3 separate regions of the Sus scrofa genome follow, and all the other regions are linked to region 1. Evidence: chromatin contacts called from public HiChIP or PLAC-seq data. All regions are on one chromosome and are shown on one strand. Each heading gives the region's core, a stretch centred on a gene start, on an enhancer-like site or on the middle of the called end of the contact. The rest is flanking DNA. Distances are from core to core; before and after follow the strand shown.

Region 1 (4,466 bases), core at 1,386-3,885:
TGGCAGAGCTGCTATATGTCCACCTATAATATCTCTTCCCTTCTTTTTTCTAGTAATCAATTTTTACCTGGGAACATGGCAGTATGAAATAGAGACTACATCTCTGAGTATCTATGCATCTAGCAGTTCCATTTGACTAAATTCTGGCCAATGAATTACACATGGAGATGCGGTGGTCCCCTTACAGGAAGATCCTTAAACTGGAAAAAAAAAATCCTTCTATCTTCTTCTTTTTCTTGCTGATTAGAATGTGGAAGTGATGGCTGGAGCTGAAGCAGCCTTCTTGGTCCAGGAAGCAGCACACAAATGATGGTAGATGAACAAGAAGGAAAAAGCCTGAATTCCTGTAAAGTTTGAGGAAGCCATTTTACAGCCTTTAAATGCCTACCTTGGGATTCATTACAAAAGAGGAATGAACAAACTTTTGAAAAAAAAAAATCCATTCTGAAGGAGTCTTACTCATCATTGAACTAAAATCGAACTAGGGCTGTAAAGTATGCAGAGTGATTAGCCCAGTGTAGGTAAGATCTTGCTATCATTTTTCTGCTTTTTAGGAAATACATGTCAACGTTCTCAAAAATACAGACATAAAGCAGATGGACTAAAAGGGCCAGAGAGGGAGTACTGGCCCATCCCTTCCTAGCCTTAGCACCACTCCCAAGGCCATGTGAATGAGACAAAAAATACAGCCTTTGCCAGGCTGAGGCTATGGGACACCAGCACAGGCAGGAACACCCAGCCTCCTGGCCTGACTTGATTCCCTCTGCTAAGCCTCTCCTCTAGGCAGCACTATGACCTGCAGAAGGGGGAAAAGGACAGAAAGAGCCCCATGAACCACACAAACTTTGGACATAAGTAGACCTGGGTTTTTCCCCTGGCTTCTCCACCCCCTTGCCGTGTGACTTTGGGCTAGCTACCAGCCTCTCTGAGCCCCTGTCTCACGTTAAAATGGAACATGGGATAATACCTGCCCCTTGGGGTTGTCGTAAGACACAAACACAATGTCAGTCAAGGTCTGAACATGGTCTGACATAAGTATTTGGTAAATGTTTAGAAATGAAACCTGAACTTCAGCTCTTACCATTCCCAACCCTAGCCCCAGGCTTCATCCAGAGCCGTTTACTAACTGCCGCAGGAGAATCTGTCCTCTCCCCACACTGTGCCTCGTGCTCACTCCATCTCTACCCAGAGCTCCACCACTGCCTTCCGTCTCTCCTCACCTTCCACAAATGTCAGGGCAGCCTTCAGCCCTCCTTGACTTCCAGCCCTAGGCGATCTCTCGCCCGCTCCTCTGAAAGGCGCCAGCATTTGAGGTCCAATCACTCGTTAACATTTACTGCCTTGTATTGGGGTTGAATTTTGGAGTGCATGTCTCGTCTTGCCAGCCTTACCTTAGGCTCTGCAAGGGTGTGGCTCATGCCTTTTCCTCCTTCTATCCCCTCAGCTCTCAACCCAGTGAACACTCACCTCTGGGAAACTTGCTCAACTAGGAAACCAAACCAATTACCCAGAGCCCTCTAACGAATTTCTTTTTTGGAATCCTTTTTGAACCTACATGCCTGTCACTCCTCTTTCAAAGCACGTTGACCATGGTGCCTTCCTGTGATGTCATCAGGGGCTCAGTTAGCTGTGCATGGATGGTATCCAGCTGAGGTCTGGTGGCACAGATCGCTTGGCTGAACTTGGCCTTGATGAGTCATGGGGGAAAGGGGTTGGAGGGAAAGGTGAGAGGGGACTTCATTTAGGAGCAATTCATTACTCCGACCAAGGAAAATAATTTTATAAACATCTTATGGGTGATAAGTCCACACGACTCTTTGAAATCTGGGAGTACAGCAAATTTATCTTCTGAAAGAGGACTATTGCAATGTAAGCCAACACTGTTATTTCAAATATGAGAATGCCTGGTTTTTTTAAGCAGATATGTTGGACTTGCTGCCTGTGCATGTGCATAATTTGCAGGCTGCCTCTAATGGATCAAGAAAAGGAACAGGGCAACAATAGGGCTGAGCTGGTAGCTTTGCGATGGGTGTCCCCCTGGACAGGAGGCCCTAGCTTTCTCCAAGCAAGCTAGAAGGGCCCCCAAGAGTGTAAGGTCATTCCAGCTGCAGAGTGGGTAGGAAATAGTACAAAAGAAATTCCAGGGCCACCACTATCGCTTTTTAGGTAATTGAAGACTCATCAGGGCTGCTCATTAAAAATATAAATTCCCTGGTTTCTAACCTCACCCCCCGACCCCCCAGTGGTTCAGGAGGTCTATGGCAGGACTCAGGAATCCGCATTTCTACCAAAACGGCAGCACTACTGTCTTCACTCCTACAGTCGCTCTACCTTAGATGTGGCAATAATAAAGCACTAATGAGTTAATCATCTCGCTTAAAATATAGACAGGGCAGTAATTGGAGTATAATTTTGGACCAGAGACCCTCCCATCCCAGAGATGTGGGTGGCTGGCTTGGCCAAGGGAGCTCACACCAAAGGGTTTGGTGTGGGGGAGGGTTCGGGGCAGGGCCTGGAAGTGCTCCCCAACCGTGGACAAGAGAAGTATGTTGGCCACCAGCTGTTCTGGGAGAGTGACTCATCAGCCTATGTGGCAGTAACCGCGGCTGGTGGAATGAGTCCCTGGACCGTGGGGGGCGACGGGGGAGGTGACGGCTGTGGCTGGAGAGAGCAGTGCATTCCAGAGGAGAACCAGACCTCCTGCAAGGATGCCAATCTGTGCTGTCAGTCACTTTGGCAGTGATGAAGGAGGCAGAGGGAGGGACAAATGAGCGGTCTCAGCAAGACGGCAGAGGCACCATTTAGTCACTGGCATTAAAGCCCTGTGTCCACTATCCCCCGGACTCGGCCTGCCTCCTCCTCTTCCCCACCCTTCAATCTGGTCCCCTCCAGGCTTTAATGTCTTCCAGGCACCCACTCCCTTCGTGTCCCTGCTGTTACAGACATCATTCCCTGTCTGCATATTCCCCCCACGATGCCCTGAGCTCAAGACTCATCACCATCCTTCCGACAGCCACTGATGTGTTCTCTCCAAAAATGAAAATCCAAGCTTGTTGTTCGCTTGCGTAAAAGCCTCAGTGGACCTTGACCATCACTGTGCATCAGAATCACCCAGGGGCTTGTTATAAAACACAACACAGGGCCCCAGCTGGAATGTCCTTCCGTCTTCCACATTTTCCTCCTTTGCCCACTGAACTCCTGACCCTGTAGAATCTGTGATGCCTTCTCCATCCCCTCGCCCTCATCTTCACTCCACCTCCCCCACCGCCATCCCCGCGATCCTCAGCAACACACACCGAGTGCTTGCGCTGGTACATCCCATTGACAACCACAGGGGAAAAAAAAATATCCATGATGTGGGTCTCATTATTCTTCCCACCTTACAGAGATGTTGAAACCAGGGCTTGGGTAGGTTTAGAAACTTGCCCCCGTCACACAGCTAGAAAACGATGAAGCCAGGATTCAATCGTAGCAGCCTGTACCCAGCACCTGGGCTCTTAACTCCTGCAAGTACCAACTCGTCCAGATGGAATTAAGTCTTTCTTCCTCCGTGCTCTCAGAACACTCTTCTTGTCACTTCCAGATGAAAACCCACATCCAACAGGACGTAAGGTCTTGCTTCCCAGATTGAGTTCCTCAAGGGTGGGTCCTCACCTTGGTGTCCTAAGCCCAGCCCATAGAGGGAACTCCATGTGGGGTGAATGCACAACTGAATATTTCCACTAGAGTGTTGGCAAATGTAAAGTAAAACTCTTGCTGGGCCATGAGAAATGAGAACTATTTCAGAAGATCACTCAAGTTCCTTGTAATATACCAAGTCAACACGCAGGTACCATTTTACATCGGAGATTCATAGCTATCACTCTATTTCAGGAGAAACCCTAAGAAATATGAAAATTCAAAAAACGTGATTGCCATTAACTTACCATTTTGCCCATTTCCATCTTGGCTCCCCTGATTATATCTTTTAAACGTGTTCACAGTGAGTGGAGGTTTCCCCTGGAATAGCACAAAGGCAGAGGTGTCTGCACAGTAGCTTTTTTGTTTGTTTGTTTGTTTTTGCTTTTTAGGGCTGTACCCACAGCATATGGAGGTTCCCAGGCTAGGGCTCAAATCGGAGCTGCAGTCACCAGCCTATGCCAGACACAGCAACATGGGATCCAAGCCACGTCTGCAACCTACACCACAGCTCACAGCAACTCCAGATCCTTAACCCACTGAGCGAGGCCAGGGATCAAATCCCAAAACCTCATGGTTCCTGGCTGGATTCATTTCCGCTGCGCCATGACGGGAACTCTTGCACGGTAGTTTTACAAGAAACTTTGGTTCAGTCTTTTCTGCTGGTCTAGAAAAATACCCTTGGGAAGTCACCATTTTAAACCAAAAAAAAAAAAAAAAATTATAGATGCATGCAAATTAGAGTGAAATTTCATGTGTGTTTGGAACCAAGGCCAAAACAATGTTTT
Region 2 (4,466 bases), core at 658-3,157, 110 kb before region 1:
CTGAGTGGGATAATTAATTAGCAATTCCACCAAGTGTTTGTGGGAAAGCAAGGTTTGGGGGGGATCCTATGCCAAACAAATGCCCACAATGAAAAAGAAGGGTTCGTCATCTTATAACCCGTCTCTTGGAAAATGTAAACCTTGTTTTAATGTAGCCAAATTTCCTGGGGCAAATAGGAAATGGAGTTGTTAGCAAAGAGTTTAGTTCTTTGGGTCAATCCCAGGGAGTTGGGGGGGGGAGGGGGGAGCCCTCGTGGGCAGAGGGGTGAGTCTTAAACAGGGTTTCTTTGTGCCCTTTCTTTCTGGAGGGAGTCTGCCTGCTCTGATTCTTGATGAGGCCACAGAGTCATTCAGCTCCCATTAAACAGGCCGTTGCTAAAAAGGAGCAAAAACAGATATCACTCAAGCTCGACCAGGGACAGAGAGGCAGGAAAATTGGGGTGGGTCTCAAAGAACTTCAGCCACACCCTCGGTGCCAAATCAGAAAGCGTTTTTCAGCAAGATGCTGTGACTGTGGACGAACGTCAAGAAGGGCCACAGGATCACAGGTCTGGCTTTAAAGGTGGATGACAGGTGTGACCCGACCTGGTGGAACAACCTGCTGAGAACGGGGAGACAGACCAGATGTTAGTGACACAGTCTGATACGGAAGGGCTAGGGTTGGGCAGCTCCAGCCAAATTCTGAGGTTTCTCTTTGCAGGTGTGGTGGTGGGGGGAGGGGGGAGTGTCATGATCAGGCTTTGATGGGACAGGCTCTGAGTCACTTATCTTCTGGAGGTAGGGCCCTGGTGCCCAGGGACAAGGAAGCCGCATCACCCAAATTTCTGGCTGTGAGCATCAGGGTGTTAACTGGTGGTTTTTCCTTTCACACCAATTACGTGTTCACTTGGATGTTTTAATTCGGGAGCCTTTGAAACGTGTACGGTTTTAGCGTCATCAAGATAGCACTTAGCAGCTTAGGTGCTGTAAGAAACTGGCTGTATTTATGTCCAAAAAGCTTTACAGTGCCTTTTAAAACGTTCTCACCAAATCACTGGAGATTGTATCAGCCCTAAGTGTGTCCTCCCCGCAAATGCCTTAGAGTCTCACCGTGAATAATGCGATTCGTGAGCATAACGTGTGGCCGCCTGGCACACCGGGCGCTTCATCAGCCTGACTCCTCAGGTAACTTCCTGGGAGGGACTGGTATAAACATCCTCCAAGCGGCCTCGTCTTGCCCAAGACGTTTCACGGGCAAAGGGGATGCGTCTGAGACTTACCTTAGACGTTAAGTCCTGGGATGAAGCCAAGCTGAAGATTTTAAAATTTTATTTCGCATAGATTTTTTTGTTTGTTTGTGATGGGCTGAGATAAAGGCATCCCTTGAAAGAGGACTCGGGAGTTGACTGAATCCATCTTTCTGGCTGGTCCATCCTTCCGTTCCTCCAGCCACAGAGTTGGTGGCAGTTGGTGGCAGTCAGTGGCAAGTGGGGGGCGGGGGGGAGAAGAGGATCATACTAACTGATCTAACTTCTCTAACCCCCGGGGCTCATGCTGACCTCCCAGCATCCTGGTCCAGGAGAAGGCAAATCCCTATCTCTGTAAAATCCATCCAAAGAGGTGTTACGTACTTAGAGAGGCACTCCAGCCTCTCCCCTACTCTCTAGCACAGAAAGATGTGAACGGGGAAGACGGTGCCTTTCCCGGGGCCAGTTCCCATCGGCAGATGGGACAAGGTCTGGTCAGAGCATGGCTCACCTGGCTTCCATTACAGAGTCTCTCCCCACAGTCCCACCCATCCCCATTTCTTTCTTCTACAAAATTCTGCTCACTTGGTATGTAAGCTCCAAAGCGTAGGCTCCCATTACTGTAGATTTACAGTACAAGCAACCCTAGTAACAACAACAAACGCTTTCAGCCAGCGGTAGCAACATGCAGCACGAAGAGGAAGGTCACGTCCAGGACAGAGAAGTCCAGCTCACCCATGTCTTCCCTTTTGCATAATCTGACACAGATTTGCTGTTATCGGATTCTATCAAAGACCTTTTGGCGAAAGTATAACCTTATGTATTTAGAGCGACGATCGCCAAGCACGCACTCGGAGCTGGGCGCTCCTCGGGGGCCCTCTACCCACGTTTCTTCACTCGATTTTCACACTCTCCCTCTGGGGCCTGCAAGAAGCACGTGTGATTGGTTTTGCCATTTTACAGATGAGCAAAGAGAGGCATAAGGGGCTAGAGGAACTTGCCCAGAGTCTCCATGGCCAATCCATTACAGAGTTAGGTTTTGAACCACATCCCTGAGGATCCAGTTCTGAGGTCACTGTCTTTGTCATTGGTCGATGGGGCCACAGTCTCACAAGGGAATAGTGTCCATTGAGAGTTGCAGAGGAACGTCAAGAACTCAGCAAACAGGGGTTCCCACTCTGCCTCAGTGGGGTCAGCAGTGTCTTGGGAGTGCTGGGACACAGGTTTGATCCCCCGCCCCCATGCAGTGGGTTAAAGATCCAGATCCAGATCACATGTTGCGGGTTAGGTTGCCACAGTGGCTTGGATCTAATCCCTGGCCTGGGAACTCCACATGTTGTGGGGCGGCCAAAAGACAAAAAACAAAAAACAAAACCCTCAGCAAATAGAGGAAGTGGATGCTGAGCATGACTTTTGAAACTCTGATTTTTGTTGTATTGGTTCTTTTTTTCCCACCTCCAACTGAGATGTCTTAATGAGCCCAGCTATTTAATTTTGCCCAGTGCAAAATGAACATGTGAGCTCCTTGTTCAAAAATTATTAAAGATTTCAAAAGGGTGACCATGAACCTGGCTGATCATCTAGCCCTGATTGCAGTTGGTTATTTCTAGCATTCTGTCTCTAGAACTCTCTAAACTCCATCTGGGAGGCTTTCCAGAAGGGCAGCTCCAGGAAGGAGACACCTAGATGGAGATCAAGGTATTGCTGTGTGGGATTTTCATGTGGCCCAAGTCAAGGAAGTTTGATCACGTGGCCATAATCACACTGGCAGCCAAGTGATGCCATAGCATTTGATTGATTGATTGATTGATTGATTTTCTTTTTAGGGCCACAACCGAGGCATACGGACGTTCCCAGGCTAGGGGTTGAATCAGAGCTGTAGCCACCAGCCTACACCACAGCCACAGCAACACAGGATCCGAGCCATGTCTGCGACCTACATCACAGCTCAGGGCAACACTGGATCCCCAACGCACTGAGCGATGCCGGGGACTGAACCTGCACCCTCATGGAGCCTAGTCGGGCTCGTTAACTGCTGAGCCACTAAGGGAACTCCCACCACACACATTTTAAACCTAAACAGTTAATATAGGTTTTTTTTTTTTTTTTTTGTCTTTTGTCTTTTGTTGTTGTTGTTGCTATTTCTTGGGCCACTCCCGCGGCATATGGAGGTTCCCAGGCTAGGGGTTGAATCGGAGCTGCAGCCACCGGCCTACGCCAGAGCCACAGCAACGCAGGATCTGAGCCACGTCTGCAACCTACACCACAGCTCACGGCAACGCCGGATCGTTAACCCACTGAGCAAGGGCAGGGACCGAACCCGCAACCTCATGGTTCCTAGTCAGATTCGTTAACCACTGCGCCACGACGGGAACTCCCTAATATAGGTTTTATTTGTTCTAAGTCAATTGTTGACAACAGCTAGGTCAATGGATTCTTCTAATGAAATGGTCCAACCTAAAGTCTTCTCACACAGCTAACAAACAACAAACAAACAAAAACCCACCACATCCATTTATTTAATTTCTTTCACGAAAAATAGCTGGGCTTGCATGGCAAAGGGGCACATTGGAGGCAGCACATGAGCTCTGAGTCCTCCTGCAGTGCCCAGAGGGTGGCTTAAATCCTAGAGAGGCATTTTCAGCAAAGCCCTAGGCAAGAACCAGGTTTGCCTAAGGAAAGATCTCTTGTGCCAAGACTGGCCCTGGAAAGGGTGTGGGCCCCACCAGGTATGCCAAGCTTCAGGACAGCCTCCAGGTCCAGCAGGCAGCTGGGCCAGAATCTCCCTGGGCTGGGCAAACTGGTCAGGGGAGGTTCCTGAAGAGACGTGCAGGAAGACAGACGCCACACACCGTCAGGGTGGAGACCCCTAAGGACTCGGCAAACCAGGGCAGGACCTGGGTGGGGTCAAAGCCGCAGATGATCTGCGGGCCTGCAGCTATTAATAATACTTCACACTGAGGAAGCAGTTAGCGTGTGCCGAGCACAGTTCTGGAAGCACTCGAAGTGCGTTACCTAAGTTGGTGGTTCTCAGACTTGAGCAGGTTGCAGAATCATGGCAGTTAAAAGGCAGATGGCTGCGCCCACTTTCAGGGTTTCTGATTCAGTAGTGCAAGTTCTCTCTCTCTTTCTTCCCAAAGCCTATTATCCTGATCCTGTTTGGGTCCCTCCCTCTCCGGGAGCTCTTCCCTGCCCAGGCTAACTCGGTGTGATTTCTTCTCTGAGCCCTTCTACCTCCGG
Region 3 (4,466 bases), core at 1,309-3,808, 86 kb before region 1:
AGCCCTCTGGTCTCCTATATGTCAGCCCCTCTGGCCTTCAAAGCCAGAGGTTTGGGGACTTATCTTCCTAGTGCATGAACCCTAGGAGGAGCCCAGTATGACTCCTTGCTCCTTGATCTTTGGGGCAACTATCTCTGCAACTATGATTATCCTTTCATTTGTGGGTCTCTACCCCTTCTATGTGTTTTGTTGTGGTTCCTTCTTTAGTGGTGGAAAATCTTTTCTGCTAGACTTAAGGTCATTCTCATGGATAATTGCTCTGTAAATAATTACAATTTTGATGTGCCTATGAGAGGCGATGAGCTCAGGGTCTTCCTTCTCCAGCAACTTGACCAACGTTTTCTGTGAGTGTATTTTTGGATGAGATTTACATTTAAAATTGGTAAAGCAGATTGCTCTCCTTAATGTTAGTGGGCTTCATCCAAGCTTCAGCAGAACAAAAGACAAACCTCCTTCTAGCAAGAAGGATTCTCCAGCAGTTGGCCTTTGGACTTTACCTTCAACATTAGCTCTGTACTGAAATGTCTTTAGACTCAGAACTGTGATTCTTTCCTGAGTCTACAGCCTGTCAGCCTCCCCTATCAGATTTTGAACTTGCCAAGCTACCACAACCCTGTGAGTCAATTCCTTAAAAAAAAATCTCTCTATATATACACATCTTACGACTTCTGTTTCTCTGGAGAACCCTGACAAATATACATAGTGGTAACTTGAAATGTATTCATTCATCTAATTTTCTCAACAATCCTATGATACTTGAAAACAATATTTTAAGAAGGATTCTATTTCACCGGCAAGGGAATGAGGCTTAGTGAGATAGTGATTTGCCCAAGATCTTCTAATCAGCAGGTGGCATAGCCATGATTCTAACCCAAAGTTCATGGTCTGAGCCACTTTGCTTTGCCGCACTAGCCAGCCCTTGACATATTTTGGGGCATGAAGGATACTGAACATGCCTCAGCACCAGGTGGTCTGGAGTCTAACTTTGACCCAGACCCTTTCTTTCTAACAGGGGCCTCCTGCAAGCCTGCCTGGTGTCAGCCTGGGAGCCTGATACACCTGACCCTTTCTAGCAATCTCAGGTATGATCTTCATTCGCTGAGCTTAAATGTCCTCATTTACAAAAGGAGAGTAAGTCACTTCACCAGCTTGTTGTGCAGATGAGATGAGAGTGTATAGATTATCTAGCTCCCTGCCTGCACATGGTAGGTGCTCAAGTGCAAATGTCCTCCCTTTGCCATCCTGCTCTCATGTGGGTGAAAACATCAGTTCACTACAGCTGGAGCTTGGAGCTCCCAACTCCTTATAGAGTGAATTTTCCTGTATGCCACCTGTATTAGTCTGCTAGGGTGGCACAGATTGAATGGCTTAAGCAACAGAAATGCATTTCTGAGTTCTGAAGGCTGGAAGTCCAAGATAAAGAGGTCATCGTGTTTAGTTGCTCCTGAGAACTCTCTCTCCTTGGCTCGTAGGTGGCCTCCTTCTCACTGTGTCCTCACATGGTCTTTCTTCCTGTGTATGTCCCGAGCATCTCTTTGTGTTTTCAAATTTCATCTTTTTATAAAGACAACCGTCAGATTAGATTAAGGTCCATACGAATGGCCTCATTTTAACTTAGTCACCTTTTTAAAGCTCTATCTCTAAATACAGTCACATTCTGAGATATCAGGAATTAGGGCTTCAACATAGGAATTTTGGGAGGGACACAATTCAACCCATAATACCAGTTTAGGCCTCAGATGCCTTAGGACTGCCCTTCATAGATTTACAATTGAGATTTATGCACAGGACTTTTCTGCCTGGCTGTCCCTCCACATTTTCTGATGGTTTGACATGATTTCTTTAGGATTATGCCAAAAGGCCAGTGGAACCGAACAGAAATTAAATTAAAGGCAAGTAGTTCACTCAAGTTCTTTGAAGTTATGTTTGTCCAATGGTTATAGAAAGCCAACCAGAAAAAGTATCAGGTCCAAAGAAATCACTTCATATTCTTAGTCTGTAAAGGGCACCTCCAACCCCTTCTGCTACTACAACACACACACACACACACACACACACACACCTTACTAGAAAAACACTCTGGGAGCACTGAGGCATTTTGAAGCATTTGTCAAACAACATTATATGTATATGCGTATATGTATACAGGTAATGATGTCACAACAGCCACTGCTCTTGATTCCAGGGACTCTCACATTCTTTAATTCAGCTTCTATTTGTTTCCGTTTCTCTGTAGGTGGGTTATTCCTGTTCATGTCATGGATACTATTAATTCTGTCCCTCTGCTTAATGTGCCTTAGGATTTTTTTTTTCTTCCCTCACAACATAAGGAGTCAGGCTCTGGTTGGGTTGGTCAGCATCTAACATGAACACCACTATTGGTAAGAGTTTTCAGTCCAGAATTTCTTCAGAGGCCTCAAGTCTTCCTGATACTGAATCTACTTCTGGTTGCCTATGGCTGAGGCACTGAGACTGGGTCCAGTCTGGGAGGCTTAGGGAAGTAGGGTCTCATGGTACAAACACAGTGACTGACTTAGAAGGAACAGAAGTGACCAATGTCCTAGGAAGAGGATGTGGGAAGGCTGGTACCAGCCCCGGAGGATCCCTCTGGGGTTCTCAGAGGCCTATGGTGAAGACTCATCATGTCAGCAGAGTAGCCACTGTATTGGCAAATCTCACTTCCTTTTGCTGGTAGCCTGCTCCGAAATAGGCACGATCCATGCGAGAGGGACACACGGATTTTCTGATTCCAAGGTGACTTTTAAAAAACTAGAGAAAACATAGACCTCTGCTTTTATGTCACTTGAAATCATTTCATTAAGGTAAAAACCACATTACTTAAGAGGAAAGTGTGTGCAAAAAGGGCAATTGGATATTTTAGAGGGCAAGGAAAATCTATAGAGAAAAGAAATTTAGAGTCTGAGCAGATGTCCCTGCTCCCCACCCCCCCACCCTTTGTGTGTTTGTGCCTTTTGAACAACATTTCAGATAGAGTACAGACTTCTGGAGTTGAACTTTAACGAAGAGTAAAGGGAGCAGGAAATCAATGGGAATCACTCTTAATGATGTGTCCAAGAATAGTCCAAGAATCCATAAGGGACTCATTCCGTATTGGATTTCTGAAAGTCGGCGGAAAGGACTCAAGCTTGTAACCCAGTGATTGATGTCTGCCATCAGCAGCTGGTCCCTTCCTTTCCTCCCTAGGAAGCTTAGACAAATTTTGCCTCATTCAACAAGCTCTCAATCATATTCATGAAGTCAAGCTTTCAAATGGGGCATGATTACAGCTTTAAGAGCTATTCCAGGTAGAAGCGATTCACATGATGTGAGATGTCGGCAGCGGTTTAATTACTTTAGGGTAAAGAGGCGAACCTTAGTGAGAAGCCAGCTTGGGCATTGCTGCCTATTATGTGCAATAATTAATATGATTAAATGTGCTGCTTTAAAAACCCTTTTATTCCCCTCTCTGTACTGATATTTGTGGCTCGTCTTCCAAAACTCTTGTTTGGGCAAAGTTTCCCTGCTCTTATTTTTCTCTGTAGGGTGGAATATATTCCTGAGAACACCGGTATCTTTACATATTAAAACAAATATTTCCTGGAGTTCCTGTTGTGGCACAGCAGGTTAAGGACCCAATTTTGTCTCTGTGAGGATGCAGGTTCGATCCCTGGCCTCACTCAGTGGGTTAAGGATTTGGTGTTGCTACAACCTGCAGTGTAGATCACAGATCCGTTGTTGCCATGGCTGTGACATCAGCTGCAGCTCTGATTCCACCCCTGGCTCAGGAACTTCCATTTGCCACAGGTGCGGCCATAAAAAGAAAAATTAAAAAATTCTGGAAGTCTTTTGCAGAAGTAAAGCAAAGGAAAGACTTACTTTCGTCATCATTTTCTCCTTTCTTTGCTTATTCGCTTTTGCTGCCTTTCCAGCACTTTGTGTGATGTTACGGTGCTTCACAAATGAATTTAAATTTCCGAGTATTGACACAAAGACTTTAGCCAATAATAATAACCACTCACGTTTAGGTGATGACTTTCTACATGCAAGGAATTGCCGAAAGTGCCCTCCTTGTCTTATTTCATCTCATCGAAATAACTATGTGATTTCCATTTTACAGATACGAATAGAAAAGTTTGTGTGGAGTGGGCATCTTGCCCATGGGTAGGATAACTGGTAAGTCACAGCACAGAACGTGAAATCTAGCCGGTCGGTGACCGGACCGTGGGAGATTTTCTATGCTGACGTCTACTGAAATCTGGTGGTAGGGAAAAGAATTAATCTCTCTCAAAATAACAGTCATTCCTGAAGCGGCTCTCCAGCGACATACATGTGTGGGGGGTTATTATGTACCAGGACTACATTGGTGCCCTGGACATGAGACCCAGCCCCTGCCCTCAAGCAGTCATGACCCCAAGAGGTCATGACAGTAGCGTAAGCCAACCCTGCAGCAAATGTCTTTTGAAGTA

What was found. HiChIP or PLAC-seq counts read pairs in DNA pulled down with a chosen protein or histone mark.
Region 2: a contact with region 1 is called in an H3K27ac HiChIP or PLAC-seq map of alveolar macrophages. The contact joins two enhancer-like sites. A contact is called at or near these places in 3 of 47 Hi-C or Micro-C datasets (embryonic fibroblasts, fibroblasts and skeletal muscle) and 1 of 2 datasets of contacts at active chromatin or transcription factors (alveolar macrophages).
Region 3: an H3K27ac HiChIP or PLAC-seq map of alveolar macrophages shows a contact between it and region 1. The contact joins two enhancer-like sites. A contact is called at or near these places in 2 of 47 Hi-C or Micro-C datasets (embryonic fibroblasts and fibroblasts) and 1 of 2 datasets of contacts at active chromatin or transcription factors (alveolar macrophages).

What each region holds. Positions count from the first base shown.
Region 1 is chr8:29,758,355-29,762,820 of Sscrofa11.1, reverse strand. LOC106504622 (a long non-coding RNA gene) reads right to left here. Exons shown (of 3, transcript XR_002346602.1): 2 at 3,927-3,999. Among named protein-coding and RNA genes, the nearest start is that of MIR9840, 210 kb to the right of the region's middle. Within about 2 kb of position 2,635, at least 17 of the 83 cell types and tissues checked have an H3K27ac peak or open chromatin away from gene starts, as enhancers often do. A contact at or near this core is called in alveolar macrophages, where this site is marked.
Region 2 is chr8:29,863,097-29,867,562 of Sscrofa11.1, reverse strand. All of the region lies in intron 2 of LOC100510918 (a long non-coding RNA gene), which reads left to right. Among named protein-coding and RNA genes, the nearest start is that of KLF3, 160 kb to the left of the region's middle. Within about 2 kb of position 1,907, at least 3 of the 83 cell types and tissues checked have an H3K27ac peak or open chromatin away from gene starts, as enhancers often do. A contact at or near this core is called in alveolar macrophages, where this site is marked.
Region 3 is chr8:29,844,268-29,848,733 of Sscrofa11.1, reverse strand. The region is part of intron 2 of LOC100510918 (a long non-coding RNA gene); the gene reads left to right. Among named protein-coding and RNA genes, the nearest start is that of KLF3, 180 kb to the left of the region's middle. Within about 2 kb of position 2,558, at least 2 of the 83 cell types and tissues checked have an H3K27ac peak or open chromatin away from gene starts, as enhancers often do. A contact at or near this core is called in alveolar macrophages, where this site is marked.